Linked DNA regions of Sus scrofa: region 2 is linked to region 1. Evidence: chromatin contacts called from public Hi-C data. All regions are on one chromosome and are shown on one strand. The core of a region is the stretch at or near the end of the contact, and the rest is flanking DNA. Distances in the headings are between cores, read along the strand shown. Region 1 has its middle 110 kb from the start of PGBD5. Region 2 holds the start of RAB4A (ras-related protein Rab-4A).

The links. Hi-C and Micro-C count contacts between places; a contact is called where the count stands out from the background.
Region 2: a contact with region 1 is called in a Hi-C map of omental adipose tissue, with 2.1 times the contacts expected there. The contact joins the promoter of RAB4A here to the enhancer-like site in region 1. A contact is called at or near these places in 1 of 5 promoter capture datasets (liver), 14 of 47 Hi-C or Micro-C datasets (alveolar macrophages, embryonic fibroblasts, fetal skeletal muscle and 8 more) and 1 of 2 datasets of contacts at active chromatin or transcription factors (alveolar macrophages).

What each region holds. Positions count from the first base shown.
Region 1 is chr14:59,950,582-59,955,101 of Sscrofa11.1, reverse strand. No RefSeq gene overlaps it. Among named protein-coding and RNA genes, the nearest start is that of PGBD5, 110 kb to the right of the region's middle. Within about 2 kb of position 2,356, at least 19 of the 83 cell types and tissues checked have an H3K27ac peak or open chromatin away from gene starts, as enhancers often do. A contact at or near this core is called in alveolar macrophages, embryonic fibroblasts, mesenteric adipose tissue and 3 more, where this site is marked.
Region 2 is chr14:60,526,448-60,530,967 of Sscrofa11.1, reverse strand. It overlaps RAB4A (ras-related protein Rab-4A), which reads left to right and starts at 2,419. Exons shown (of 8, transcript XM_001925483.7): 1 at 2,419-2,763. The coding sequence starts at 2,733. It overlaps LOC102163174 (a long non-coding RNA gene), which reads right to left and starts at 2,339. Exons shown (of 4, transcript XR_002338974.1): 1 at 1,985-2,339; 2 at 308-405.

The DNA of each region.
Region 1 (4,520 bases), core at 1,107-3,606:
ATCTAATGGAATTTACCCTGGTAGGTTGCAGACTTGCTTGGGACTGTCATCCCTTTTTCTTCTTTCCAGTTTCTACATTTTGGAATAGGATCATCTATCTTTGCCTGCCCTGCTGCTGCATTTTGGAAGCAGATACTAGCTTGATGTCTGATTTCATAGAATCACAGCTTGAGAAGAATCTTCTCTTAGAATGAGTCATACATCATGTCTCACTCATACCTGGTTTAGATGATGTTTAGATAAGATTTGGACCTTATAGTTAATGCTGGATGGGTTTAGACCTTTGAGACTGTTGGGATGGGGTGAATTTATTTTACATACTAAAAAATATGAATTTGAGGGGGCCAGAAAGCAGACTGTTATGGGCTGAATTGTGTCCCCCCAAATTCCTGTGTTGTAGTGCTAACCTGTAGTGCCCAGAATGTCTTTGGAGACAAGTTCTTTAGAAAAGAAATAAGGCTAAATGAGGCCATCGGGGTGGGCCCTAATCTAATATTGCTGGCGACCTCATAAGAAGAGTTTAAGACACAGACCCACACAGAGGAAAGACCGTGTGAGGACACAGGGAGACAATGGATGGACGAGCCAAGGAGAGAGGCCTCAGAGGGAACCACCCCTGCCAGCACCTTGATGTGGAAGTCTCCAGAGCTGTGAGAGAATAAATGTCTATTTTTGAAGCTGCCCAGCCTGAGGTATGTTATTAAAGCACCCCTGGCAGACTCATACAGGCTGGTGCCCTCATGAATCCCTGAAGCCACAGGCACAGCTGAGCTTGGCCTCCCACCAGCTCCAAATCAGATGTCCATAGAGTGCACACATCCACAGGGGCTGCCTCAGGGCTGGACAGGGCCCCAGAGGTCATAGCCCACAATGCGATCCTAGCAGCTGAACCCTCCTTGCAACCCCTGGTGTGGTTGGACACCACTCGGGGAGTGGCTGTGGGTAGGCCGTGATTTGGAAGACTAGAGCTAATGTTCAAAGAGAGACTGGTTGGCCAGAAACCAGGCAAGCAGCCTTGCAGCGAATTTCCCTCCATCCTCACTTGCACCTCTTCAGCAGATGAACAAAGCGCGCCATCAAAAAGTTGGTATCAAGTGGTCAGCAGAACAGTATTTGAACCCAGTTCTCAGACTTCAAAATCCTGCCCTTTGTATGACATGTAATTCTCAAACCTTGCTGTGGATTGCAGTTCCTTTGGGAGTTGAAAAACAAGAGAACAAATAGGTGCCTGCACCAGCCCGAGACCCGCAGCCGAACATCGTCGTTTCAGGAGAATGGACGCCGGGTTGTGAACTGGACCCGCATCTCCATCCTCCTGGAGGCTCCTTGAGACGGATCCCCAGCACCACCCCCCAAATTACGGATATGGTGAGAATCTGTATTTCCTACAAGCTCCCCAGTAACCAGAGGCCACACTTTGAGGAGCGGGCTCCTAGGTTCAGGCCATGACTGGCTCACAGCCCTTGTCGGAGGAGGAAGCCCCCAAACTTCTCTGTGTAAAAGGTGGCTGTATCCTCCCTAGCTCTTCCCCCGCCTCTTTCCTCTCGCCCTCTTTTGCCCACATCCAGTAACCATGTCCTCCCCTCCTCCCTCAAGCCCACGCTCTGCTAGTTTCTGCAAACACCCTCAGTTTTCTAAAGTGAGCTGTCCTTGTCCTGCTGGACTGGCCTCCAGTCCCCGGGGCCCCCATCTTACCCACCACAGCCTGTCCAGCCCTGTGGCCGCTGCTCTTCCCCAAGGGCACCAGGCACTGCTGCTCTAGACTAGCAGCCCCAACCTCAGCCTGGGTGGGACCAGTACCCCATGTAACCCTGGCACAGCCAGGCAAAGGACAGGGCTGGATGGGGCCCTGGAGCTGCTGGGCCATCTCTCTCTTTGGGACTTGCTTCAACCTGGCCCTTGAGCCTAGCTGACCATCTGTTGCCTCCCGACCCCAGCACCCCCCAAACCTGGCCTTTCATTTACTCTGTAGAACTTGCTGTCTTTACAAATACTATATGAGCATTTTTTGGTTTACTGTGTCCTCTCCCCCTGCTAGAATGCAAGCTTCAGGAGGGGAGGGGACTTTGTCACCTGTCCCTACAAGGGCCTGGGTCCAGTAAGCACCCAGCACACATTTCAGGAGGAATGAATGTCAAATTCAGCACTGAGTTCCTTTCCTATTCCTGCCCCCAAGACGTCACAGTATCACGGTCTGATGACTTGCTTGTTCTCTCTCCCCGCTGGGGGTCAAAAGAGATCCTTTTTTTTTCTGCTGCACCCACAGTGCCAAGAACACCGCCTGACCCCTGACTCAGCACAGCTGTTGCATGAAGGCCTTATTCTGTGCCCTTAAGAGGCACATAAGGTGTCCTCTGCTGCCATCTGCTGGGCGCATGTATGAGTTGCAAGGGAGGTGGACAGGTTTCTGGGAAGGAGAGATGATGGAACGGATGATAGACCAAAGACTTGGTTTGGAAGATAACTGAACAAAGGTAAGACCAGGTTGCTAATTCTTTTTTCACTATAACATTCTTGGAAAGAGATACCTATACCTTCCCAACCTTTGTACAGTCTGCAATAGGACAACAATCCCTCTGGGTTTTTTGCTTTTGCTTTTTAGGGTCACACCTGTGGCATATGGAAGTTCTCAGGCTAGGGGTCAAATCGGAGCTCAGCTGCCTGACTACACCACAGCCTCAGCAGCATGGGATTCGAGCTGCCTCTGTGTCCGACACCACAGTTCACAGCAACGCCAGATCCTTAACCCACTAAGCGAGGCCAGGGATCAAGCCCGCAACCTCATGGTTCCTAGTCAGGTTCGTTACCACTGAGCCATGATGAAACTCTCCTCTGGTTTTTTTGTTTGTTTTTGTCTTTTTATCTTTTTTAGCACTGCACCTTCGGCATATGGAGGTTCCCAGGCTAGGGGTCCAATCGGAGCTATAGCCTCCAGCCTACGCCAGAGCCACAGCAATTCGGGATCCTAGCTGCATTTGCAACGGCAATGCTGGATCCTTAACTTACTGAGCAAGGCCAGGGATCGAACCCACAACCTCATAGTTCCTAGTCAGATTCGTTAACCGCTGAGCCACAATGGGAACTCCTCCTCTGGTTTTTAAATATTCTACTTTGTTATTTTCATGAATACACCTATCTGGCTGGGCTTGGGTCTCGATTTGGGGGTTTGCTTACTTGTGGTCTCTAGACCTCCTGGGTTGGTGGATGGTGACTGTGGATAAAAAGCCGCTGCTGTCACCTGGCTTGATGCAGGCTGTCCAGGGTCAGGGTTTTGCTAGGGGCTGCAGCAGCCTGGTAAGGGAGGAAAATTCTCACCCCACCTTTCCACAGTTTCTGGGATGAAGAGGGCAGGGAGAACAGGAAGAAGGGGTCAGCCATTGGCCCCAGCCGGGATGCTTCAGGCAGACCCCACGTCCAGTTGCCTGGCTCCCTCAGAAGAAGGTGCCTCCTTCCAGATGGACCGTCTCCCCTTTGAGCACAAACTTCAACATGTATATTTTTTGCCTTCTCCTTAAAATTTTTTTTCTTGGATTATGGATTTTATATTGGAGTATACTTGATTTACAACATTGTGTTAGTTTCAGGTGTACAGCAAAGTGATTCAGTTACACGTATTCATTCTTTTTCAGATTCTTTTCCCATATAGGTTATTAGTGAATCTCAAGTACAGTTCCCTGTGCTATATGGTAAGTCGTTGTTGATGATCCGTCTTATGTATAGTAGTGTGTACACGTTCATCTCAACCTCCTCAAATATCCCTCCCCACTCCCAGTGTTTCCCCTTTGGTAACCGTAAGTTTGATTTCAAAATCCACGAGTCTGTTACTGTTTTGTAACAGTTCCTTTGTATCATTTTAAAAATTGAATCCACATTTTAGTGATCTCATGGTATTTGTCTTTCTCTGCCTGACTTACTTCACTTGGTGTGATCATCTCTAGATCCATCCACGTTGCTGCAAATGGCATGACTTCATTCTTTTGGGTGGCTGTATTGGGTATGATGTACCACATCTTTTTCCATTCCTGTTGATGGAAATTTAGGCTGTTTCCATGTCTTCGCTATTGTGAATAGTGGTGCAGTGAACACTGGGGTACATGCATCTTTTTGAGTCACGGTTTTCTCTGGATATATGCCCAGGAGTGGGATTACAGAATCATATGGTATATCTAATTTTAGTTTTTTGAGGAATCTCTGTGCTGTTCTTCATAGTGTTTGTACAAGCTACAGTCCCACCAACAGTGTAGGAGGGCTCCCTTTTCTCCCCACTCTCTCCAGCATTTATTGTTTGTAGACTTTTTTGATGGTGACCATTCTGAATGGAGCGCAGTGAGACCTCACTGTAGTTTTGATTTGCATTTCTCCAATAATTAGTGATGTTGGGGATCTTTTCCTGTGCTTTTTGGCCATCTGTCTGTTTTCTTTTGAGAAATGACTGTTTATATCTGATCTTTTTTTTTTTTTTCTTGACTTTTTGTCTTTTCTAGGGCTGCTCCCGTGGCATATGGAGGTTCCCAGGCTAG
Region 2 (4,520 bases), core at 1,170-3,669, 580 kb before region 1:
TTCGTTCCCAAAGTCACTGCTCCCTGGAATGTCAGAGTCATGCTGGATTCTCAACCCTAGGCCTTTCTAGGCTCCTCTGCAGGGAGCTAGGCCACTGTTCTAGGCCTGACGCTGTGCCTAGGAGTCTACCTGTCCACTGGTCCCTCCAGTGATGCCACTGTCCCCACCCATATGGTCCTCTGCCAGTCCTGGGGAACAGGACTCCTTGTGAGGCTGGCAGCCCCTGAGGATCCTAATTTATCACTAAATGGGAGGCACTGCCCAGGAACAAAAAGGAAAGTACCAGGTGTTTTTAGGTGCCACTGACCTGAGGAGGTGTGGGCAGGACCTATTTTGGAAGAAATCCTTCTCCTTTCATTTCCCTTAGATGAATCTCCAATGCACCTAGGCTTTTAGAAACTTCTCCTGAAGAGAAAAGAGAAAATAATTGGAGAAAACACAAATTAATTTTGCAATAAGTTTTCCTTCTACATAATCAACAGTACCTCAGAACCAAAGCTGTCTCTAAGAATATCTAGGAGAAATGTATCATCTCTCAAAGATTCAAAGTTACTGAGATGCAAATCAACTTTCACATTATTATTCAAGGAAGTTTGTCTCCTTCAAACCTCAGTTCTTGAGTACTTCCCTTTCTAACTTGTGATATTTGGCTTTATATTTGCAAACTAACACAAAAATGGCTTCTTTGGGTGGTTTTCGCAAAACAAATAGTTTTTCCCAAAGGCCTAAGTATTCGTTTTCTACAGAAAGGAAAACTGCTCTCAGCTTTGAAATCGTTGCTTAATTTTTATTTCTATCACCCTGCTCAGGTTTCGCACATCACATGGTCCAGTTTCAGTCAATAATCTAGTGGTTCCTTTCTTATTATCCACAGAAGTTCCCAACAGGAAGAAAACTTCAATGTAAAGAATGGGATCACCATCTTTCCTCTGACATAGTTCTAATCAGTGTCTGTCTGATACACTCAGGAATGAAAATCAAACCTGACCTGTGGAAAAGCCAAATAAGAAAGCAACAGTGTCCAAGCCACTGAACAAGGGACACATGCAGAATAATTCTAGGGTATTACGGTCCTCCCCATGTTTCAGCAGGTGGCCTTCTCTGCGATTTAGAAGCAAGGATATCTATTTCTATTAGAATCAGTGATGCAGAGCCAGAGAGTCATTGGGGAGGAGGCGAAAGGGCTCAGGGAATGGAAGGCCTGATGCCAATTTAGAGGACAGAGCCAAATGGACTTGAAAAAAATGTATTTCCTGGTACTCCCCCCACAGCCAAGCCACTTGGGAGCTTAGCCAGGGCGTGTTTTTAGGATTCTACTGGGTCTTTTGAATAAGCTTGGGTCTTCTTTTTCTTTGTCTCTTTAGGGCCACACCCATAGCATATGGAAATTCCTAGGCTGGGGTAAATCAGAGCTGTAGCTGCTGGCCTTCCACACCGCAGCAATGCAAGATCCCAGAGGCCTCCGAGACCTACACCACAGCCCAAAGCAACTCCCAATCTTTAACCCACTGAACAAGGCCAGGGATTGAACCCACGTCCTCATGGATACTAGTCGGATTCATTACTGGTCAGCCACAACGGGAACTCCTGAATAGGATTGGGTCTTATGAGATGCCATGTGGCTCTGATCATGCTCCAATGGAGCAAAATCCCAACCAAAGTCCTCTTCCCAGTCAACTTTTTGGTTTATGGCTACTTTTCCCACAGAAAGGGATTCTGAATTCAGCTGTGCTCCTTAAATCAAAATGTTCAACCAGCGACTCCTACCCTTAGACAAACACCCGCCAAGAGGGGCTTCCGGTCCAGGGGCCTCAGTCCCCTGAATGCCGAGCAGTGGGGCCAATATCTAGTCCTCTGGGGCTTCCTCAGAGCCCGCACATCTGAGCTTCTGACGGTCCCGCCGACAGCAGCTCGGCCCCCCAAGAGCGCCTGGCAGGTTCTGAGCGGAGCTCAGCTCCCCCGCGGTAAGCCCGCCTCCCCGCACCTAGGGTTGGCCTCCAGTCGGACTCCTGGGGTTGCGGACTCCTGGGGTTGCGGACTCCTGGTTACACATTCACCACGTCCCCGACAGGTCACTACCGCTTAGAGGAAGTCTCTATCTGGCAGAGCACGCCAGGTAACCACGAAGAAGTCTCTACTGAGGTGGCGGCCAACCTGGCAAGACTGTCTTTCTCCCCAGGGCAGGTAATGGCTTTCTCTGCCCGCTGGGACCCTACAGTCCCAGTCCCAATCACCGGGGCCGGCTGACCGCCTGCCCCGACGCGCCCTTCCCAGCTCCTGCGCGCCCCTGCGACCTGGACTGGGCCGGCCACGCCCCTCCGCGCGTCCGGTCTCTGCGCGCACACGCCCCGCCCCGCCCGCGCCCGTTACCACCCACGCCCGCACCGGCCCCAGCTTCTCTGCGCCCCTAGGCCCGCCCCGGCCTCCCCGCGCGCACGCGCGACCGCGGGCTGGGGGCCGGGCCCCGCGCCCCCTCTCCTCCTCCTCCTCCTCCCCCGCGTCCAGGCCGGCGGGGGAGCTGGGGCCGTGCGCCTGCGCGGAGCCGGCAGTCCGGCAGGGCCGCATCCGCGGGGTGGCCGGCAGTTGCCGTGGGGACCGCGGGCCCCTCCCTCCTCCAGTGCCCTGCCCTTCGCCGTCCCCCACCGAGGCGCGGCGGGCGACCCCGGCCTCCTGGCCCCGGCCCCGCCAGAGCTGCAGCCGGTGACCCGGCGAGAGGCGGTGCCGCTCCCAAGATGTCGCAGACGGCCATGTCCGAGACCTACGGTAAGGGGCGGGGGGCGGCGGGGCGGAGGCCGCGGGGATGCGGATCCGAGTGTCGGGGGCGTGGGTCGGGCGGTGGGTCGCGCATCTACGTGATCTGTTTCTCCGAGTGTCCTTTTGCTTCTCCTCCGCGTTCACGCCGGTAGGGTTTTCCTTTTTTACTCAACATCAACAGCTTAGGGTTTGGGAAGCCAGTTCGAGATTCGGTTTCATATGCGGTATTGTTCCCAGCTAGAGTTGTGAAGGACTTAGGGCGACGCCTTCAATTGAGTGTGTTCCTTCCTCAACTATTGCAGTCTGACCATTCCTGTCTTGGAATTCCTTTCTTTGCAGTGGGATTACAAGAAGGGCTTGTCGATAGGCGACTTCATCCATTTCTTCCTCTTGGGACCTTTCAGGTTGCGTTATGGCTACTTACAAACACCTCTGAAGCAGAGCCCTGTCTGCTTAATCTTTGCTTCCTCGGTAGCACCCAAACCTGGAGGCGCCCAACAGAGGTTTTTTGAGTGAAAGAAAGCCTTTCCAATTCATCGATTATGTTTTGTTTTTGTTTTAATCCTATGTGGTAAAAATAAACAATGTAGTATACCCCTGCTCTGTGTCAGGGCTGCAGAGGTGTTTGCTAGTCTGGGATCTCTCTTTCAGAAGCATGCATTCTCAGGTAAAGACTGATTTGGGTTTTACAGTCCCTGGAGATGCACAAGTTCAGTTACCTCTAGTCAGATCAGTCCTGTTGCCTCCATTTGTCCTGGCCTACTGCTCCTTCCCATCAACAGATAGATGTGGACTGGTTTTATGGCGTGGTGCCTCAGCACTGCAGAACTCACCACAGGCACTTCTCTGGTCTCAGGGAACTCACAGCCCAGTAGGGGGTACAGTGTTAATCTGGTTGTGACACTAAAGATGGGTTAAGAACCCAGGTGGGAGTTCTGAAGGAATGTGGTCTCTAAAGCTATGTGAGAAAGAAACCTGACCTGACCAGCACGGCCAGGACAGCCTTAACCTGTCCCCACAGGCCCAGCCCCCAAGGGCTGCAGAGTCCCTGTAAAAGGAGTGCATCTGGGGCTGGCCTTGTTCTCAGTAACACTGAGAGCAGGAATCTGTTCCTGGAAGGCTTAGGAAGTCCCACTGGGCATCCCTGGTTGTAGGATCAGTATTGTCAGAGTCTGATGCTACCACACTTCACATGCACAAGGTCTGCCTCTCTCTGTAGAGAGCCACAGTCAGATTCCATAAAGGACATCACTTCTCCAGCAAGTGTTGAAATTTTGGTTATGTTTTTTCTTTTTTTGTTTTTTTGTTTTTTTTTTTGGCTGCACCTGAGATATGTGGAAGATCTCAGGCCAGGGATTGAACTGTGCCACAACAGCGGCTTGAGCCACTGTGGTGACGCCAGATCCTTAACATTGCCACAAGGAAGTTGCCACCAGGAAACTCCTAGTTTTTGCTTTATTTTCAAGTGCTCCTTACCCCACACTTTTTTTTCTGTGAGCTGGATAAAAAAGCGTAAGGGAGGGTTAGAAAGTTCAGGAAACCAAATGGAGGAGTTCCCATGTGGGTCAGTGGGTTAAGGATCTGGCATTGTCACTGCAGCTGTCCAAGTCCCTACTGTGGCTCTGGTTTGATCCCTGGTCTGGGACCTTCCTCATGCCACAAGAGGGGAAAAAAAAAAAAACTTGCCAAGTAGGGTGATGAGTTAGTGAGAAGGACTGGAAGTCAGAGCTTTTATGTTTCATTTATCTTCTCTGAAATGACACCCT